Linked DNA regions of Drosophila melanogaster: region 2 is linked to region 1. The links are chromatin contacts, called in public Hi-C maps. All regions are on one chromosome and are shown on one strand. Each heading gives the region's core, a stretch centred on a gene start, on an enhancer-like site or on the middle of the called end of the contact. The rest is flanking DNA. Distances are from core to core; before and after follow the strand shown. Region 1 holds the start of Tsp96F (Tetraspanin 96F). Region 2 holds the start of plum (plum,).

Region 1 (2,921 bases), core at 106-2,605:
TGAAAACAGTGAAATGCGCTACATTAGCACCGCCGACGGGGGAACCAATTAAGTTTTTAAGTGCACTGAACGCGGAAAGCATAAAAACAAGTGCGTAAAGTGGGCGCAACGTTTTTCGTTTATTATGCAAAAAGAGGGGGGGGGAGGTAGGGGCTTTACTTTGGCAAAGACTGGCTTGCAGCGCTTGAGAAATTTTCAGTACGACTAAAGCTTAGGCTGCGCTTTAAGGTTTTTTCCTCGTTTTTCCATTTCGTGTTTGGTTACACTCCACTTCGTTCCACTTCATTCCATTTCCATTCCACAAAACTCCAACTTCGCTCCACTGCGTAACAAAATTACAAGACACACTCACACAAACTTGCAACAAGCCGACAACAACAACAACAGCAATAAGGGAAGGGGGGAAATTGTCATGTTTCTGATTTCAATGCAATCGAAATATATATTGAAAAACGTATGTGGTGCACTCGATACTCCCCAAAAAAGTTGGGGGACTTTTCGCTTACTTTGCCTTCACATTCACATTCGCGTTTGGCTGTATTTTCCTTGGTTTTTGTTTTTCCCTTTGCACCGATGTTCGTTTTCGCGATAAAAAGGTGTCTGCTACATTTTCACGCGCCTTTCATTTGCCTGCGAGCCGCTTTTCATGCATATTTCCACGATCTTCGGCGGTCGCTGCACTTAAACGTTAGACAGCCATTTTGCATTTGTTTCTATTAGTAACTATTGCGGAGGAGAAACAACAACGAATTAAACATTTCACGCTTTAGGCCATTTTCGCCTGCGCGAACAGTGTGACCGTTTCGCAGAAGAATGAACAAAGCATGAACTATTAAGGTCACATTTCAAACTGTTTACATTTACAGATTTAAATATTTTGGGAAAATCATAGCCAAAGTAAATCAAAAACCTGGAATATCCTAATTTTCAATTACCCACTTTCATAGTAATAATTAAATAGACATGTTAAAATAATGTAAACAACCACAAATTTATACTTTAAAATGAAATCTACTTTAAATATGGTGATTATAGCTGAAACATTGGGGATAATAGTTAGTTAGAATATCTAAATTTTTAATTTTTAACTTTCATAATAACAATCAAAAGGTTATTTGAACATTATGTAAACACTGAAACTAAATTACTTTTAACATTCAAGTGAAGTTTTTATTTTATTGGGAAAATTGGCAATAGAACTTATCCAAAATATCGATAGGCCACTTTGGTTTGCGTATAGGCTGCAAATCCAAGCAGGTTGCAAGCCATGCTAAGCCTCATCAAAGTTATTCAACCACTTCTTTGGTATCTTCTAAGGGTCACCACTTTTCGGTTTTTAGCCTTTCTATACCCGCTGGTATATTTGAACGGCCGAGCTAATGGTCGCACTGATACAAGAATTTTACGTTGGACGGACGCCTCGATGCACAAATAAAATTTTTAAAACAAATCGGGTGCAACGGCCAATCGCGCAAACAGTGGCTCAAATCGGTGGATTTTAGCACGGGAAATTTTAAAAAAATTTGAAAAATATAGTACAATCGAGCGGGTGTTTTGAAAAAGTGCAAAAGGTCGAAAAGTGCAGGCGACACTGCAGTTCGGGGTTCCTTGGAAAAAGAGCATCTCCAAGTGGTTGAAAAACCAGTTAAATTGCAGCTACTTTTTAAGGAGTTACCTATTTAAGAATATCAATCCGCGCCATGGGTCTCAACGGCTGCTGTTCGTGCGTCAAATATCTGATGGTCCTTATAAACATTTTATTCTGGGTATGTAGATTCCAGCAGCAGCAGCAACAACAACAATGCGAGATTCGGTTCTCTCCCATCACAACAACAACTGGAACACACGGACCTCCTTTTCGCGCGCGTGTGTGTGGGTGTTGCGTGAGCGAATGTGTGTGTGTTGTGTATTCCCTACGCCCCTCTTTCTCACGCTTGGCGCGCGGGCGGAGGGAGGAGCCGTGCGCACGCTCTTTGGAGTCCTACCGCTCTTTCAGTCCCTCTTTCCACTCTCTCGATCCCAGAGGTGCCCAAAACATAAGTTGAAACTTATTTAAGTACGGCTTGAAATATTTAATCGAAAAGGAAGTAAAAAATATAAATAAATAAATAATAAAATAAATATAATAATATATTAACTTAAATATTTTTTTTTTAATGAGCGGGCTTAAAAACATTAAATGGACAAGATTATATAAATATTCAAGTACGCGGTTAATTAAAAACATTAATAGAAGGGTTTTTCTTTTTGAAATTAAACAAATCGGTTTTGTTTGTTATGAACTATTTGACTTTAAATTATTTTCTACCATTTATAACTTCAAAACTTCAACTGGCTTTTAAAAGCGACATCACTGTATCTCTCCATCTCCCGCTCGCACTCCCTACCGCTCTGCTCGTACTCCCGCATAAAAACAATAGAAGTTCCGTTGTGGGAGGGGACACACACACACACAGACAGATAAACATTTAAGCATCTCCATTCCCACCTCCCACTGTTTTCTTTTCCCTCCACATGTTTGTTCAGTTGTTTTTCTTTTGCTTCTGTCTCTTCCTGTCTCTCTTTTTTTGTTTTATTATTTTTATAACGTATACGTGCCGTTGATATTTTTACAAACTTCGGTTGGCTTAATTCGGTAAAAAAGGACCTCTCCTCACCCCAAAAAAAAGGGTTTTACTTTCTTTGGCCAACTTATCTGCTTGTTGTTTTACGCAATTTTCGACTTTCAACATAGCCTCGTTAGGCTTTCAATTGTTTCCATTCAATTACTATCTGCCACAGCGATTGTTTGCGTTTGTTTTGAGTTTCCTTGAGTTTTTCTTGGGGTTTCCTCTTGTCTTCCGCGGCTTGCGAAATCAGTTTCGCTTTTCCTTTGGGCAACAAATTTAAAATTTTGATTCTTATGCGGGCTGATTTCTAAT
Region 2 (2,874 bases), core at 80-2,579, 650 kb before region 1:
TTACGAACACGTACACGCACGCACACACACACACTCGCACGCACTCATGCAGTTAAAAAACAGGCGGTTTTTTCGCTTCCACACTCAAAAGCGGTCGAAAATCACGAGCGTTGGGTGAAAATCAACCGTTGTTTTCATCCGCGTTTACAATTTTTTCTCGTCGTCCGCCCGCGCGCAACAACAACTCTTTGCAGTATGACGCTCTGGAAAAACCAAGAAAAAGGTGACACTCCTCTTCCATCAACGAAGTATCTTCGCATACGTTCACACTTTGGAGAAATTTTGTGAATCGCCGTCTGGTCACACTACTAGCAACTGCGCAACTCACCTTTAGTAAAGACAACAACCATTCGTTTTATTTGCCATCTCTATTTCCGATTTTTAATCGGCGCCTTCCTATTTGAGATGAAGTTTAAGTTAATATTTTAAATTAAGATTAAAAGATAATGAATATTTTCATTAATTACGTTAAAAAAGGAAAATAACTTGAATACTGTAAAGTACTTGGTGTTCGGTAAGTAATTATAATATAATATAACACAAGATAATAATATAATATGTAATATTTTTCTAGTGCAAAATAAAAGTTACGTTTGTCTGTAATAAATTTAAATCTTAGTACTAGATTCAACAAACTGCATTTTTTTTGTGTCTCTTTTTTGCTTTACTCGCATTCCGTTTTGTTTGTTTTTCGCTGCTCGAAAAGCTTACGCTGCCGACTGCGACGTCGACATTGAAATTTTGGCGTCGCAAACAAAAACAAAAGTTGCCGGCTCTCTTCAAAGCTCAAATTGAGCAAGATAAAAGAGTGTACAAATTCTCTTAAGTTGCTGCTCTCTTACAACCGCTTAATGTTAAGCAATGTTAACCGATTTAAACCCAAAGGTTTTGTTCTTTGTATCTTGATGTTAAAAAGAGCTGAAATTGTTTAACATTTTTTTTTGTCATAGGAATGTGTATTTGATATTCCTTCATGTCTATTTGGTGTTTAAGAAGATATTGAGCATTATTTTTAGTGCTAAGTTTAAGTGAAGCCTAAATGATTAAAGCTGTGGAGTTCGATTTTTGCAATGCAAGACAACATCGTAAAGAAGAAGTAGAAGCTGGTAGTTTTTATCTTTTACGTTTTAAAACAGATGCGAATTTTCCATCTGATCGCAATCGTATTACATTCAAATCGGCGCCTTTCCCGAATCGGTTAACATAGCGCCGAGGAGAAAGAGAAATTGGGGGAGTATCACTATCGCTTTCTCGTTCTTTCGCCGAACGGGCTGCTTGTCGCCGCCGTTCCATTCATAAGCATAAGTTAAGCAGTGCGCCAAAGCTCGGCGAACAGTTTGGACGTGTTTGCTGCGTCGCTCTGTGTAATTGCGGGCGGATTTCTCTAGTAAATTTTTGCCGGCGCTTGTAAATTCGCGATATTTTCGACGACGCTGCGTGCTTGTGTGTGTTTCAAACAACAAACAAAAGTTAAACAAGCTGGGCAACAACAGTAATTGCAGCTATGTGTGCGTCTGTGTTTGCGTGTGTTTGAGTGCGTGAGTGCGAGCGAAACACAAACGTAAAGCGGAAATGCAAAAAAGACAACAAAGGTAGCAGAAAAGTAAAAAGTAAAAAGTAAAAGAGAGGAGCCGGTGCAGCCAGAAAGAGCAAGACAGCACGAGTGGGGGCTAATGAAAACGAAATGTGATTCATTGGCTTTATCAATTGTGCAAAATTCCGGCATTGTTTAGTCCTGGGCGACAAATAAATTATGACATAATACAACAAAGGGCGAAATAACAAGAAACTGGAGACGCAGCAAAGCACAAAAAAGCGTAAAGTGCGTGTATGTGTGCGAGTGGGAGTGCGTGTACGTTTGTGTGTGTGCGTGTGGGTGGCATCAGTATTTGAAAATTGAGAAATTCCAAACAAACAAAGCGGCAAAAAGGATATACGAATGTATGTAGCAAAGGAAAAACTCCAAGTACAGTAGTTGCTGCTGCTTCTTGTTCACGCAAAAGGCAAAAACGCAAAAAAGCAAAAAAACCCAAAGGCAAAATACCCGAAAAAGCAAAGGCAAAGCAGCAAGAGCGTAGCAAAAACAAAAAACAAGGAGCAAAACGGCGGCATCTCAAAAGCTTAGTAAGCTGCGCTGCTGCTGCCGCCGCTGCTGTTGCTTCTTCTTCACTGTTTTCTTCTCCTTATTTTTTATTTTTGCAAACAAAAAAGTATATGATGCCCAAACAAGAAGCGCAAGAAGAAGCAGCAGTCGGGAGAGGAACGAGCATAATAGAAGGTAGAAATTTCGAGGAAATCGAAATTTGCGTCGTTGCTGAAATTCGTTTGTTTCCTCATCTTCCTCCCCTTCGTCCTCTTCATCCGCTCTTTCGCTCTCTGTTTTCCTGAGCGCCGGATTTTGCGGCTCTTTGTGTGTGTGTGTCGTGTATCTGTGTGTTTTTGTGCAAAAATTCGCGTACAATTTGTTTTATATAACAACAACTACCCCAATGTGATTTCCTTTGCTCAGCCGGCTTTTTGCTCATCTTCCAGTTTTGGGTTTTATCTTAAACCAAAACCGAATATTATACAATATATTTCGAAAAAGATGTAAACGAGACAAAGTTTTATATCGCAGGGCTGTAAACAAATGAACGCCACAATGCACAGAAGAAATAAGCTAGTATTTCCAATATTTTTTCAACCAGAAGCATTTTTTATTTTATTCGTTTAATTTGCTTGCTTGGTTAATAAAACAAACGAATTTTTAATAAAATTCAATTAGAAATCTAAATGCTATTACAAATTTAAACGCAATCCAATTACTTTCTGTGTATTCAAAACAAAAAACCGTAGCTCAAATTCGCACAAGCGTTTTTTTTCATTTTTCTTTTG

Evidence for each region. A called contact is a pair of places that touch in the nucleus more often than the background predicts.
Region 2: a Hi-C map of the Kc167 cell line shows a contact between it and region 1, with 5 times the contacts expected there. The contact joins the promoter of plum here to the promoter of Tsp96F in region 1. A contact is called at or near these places in 3 of 107 Hi-C or Micro-C datasets (the Kc167 cell line and cellular blastoderm embryo).

Annotation. Positions count from the first base shown.
Region 1 is chr3R:25,879,861-25,882,781 of dm6, reverse strand. It overlaps Tsp96F (Tetraspanin 96F), which reads left to right and starts at 1,355. Exons shown (of 5, transcript NM_001276048.2): 1 at 1,355-1,766. The coding sequence starts at 1,701. SppL (Signal peptide peptidase-like) reads right to left here and starts at 798. Exons shown (of 7, transcript NM_143180.2): 1 at 507-798.
Region 2 is chr3R:26,533,672-26,536,545 of dm6, reverse strand. It overlaps plum (plum,), which reads left to right and starts at 1,329. Exons shown (of 11, transcript NM_001260388.1): 1 at 1,329-1,822. It overlaps scrib (scribble), which reads right to left and starts at 196. Exons shown (of 25, transcript NM_001260393.1): 1 at 149-196.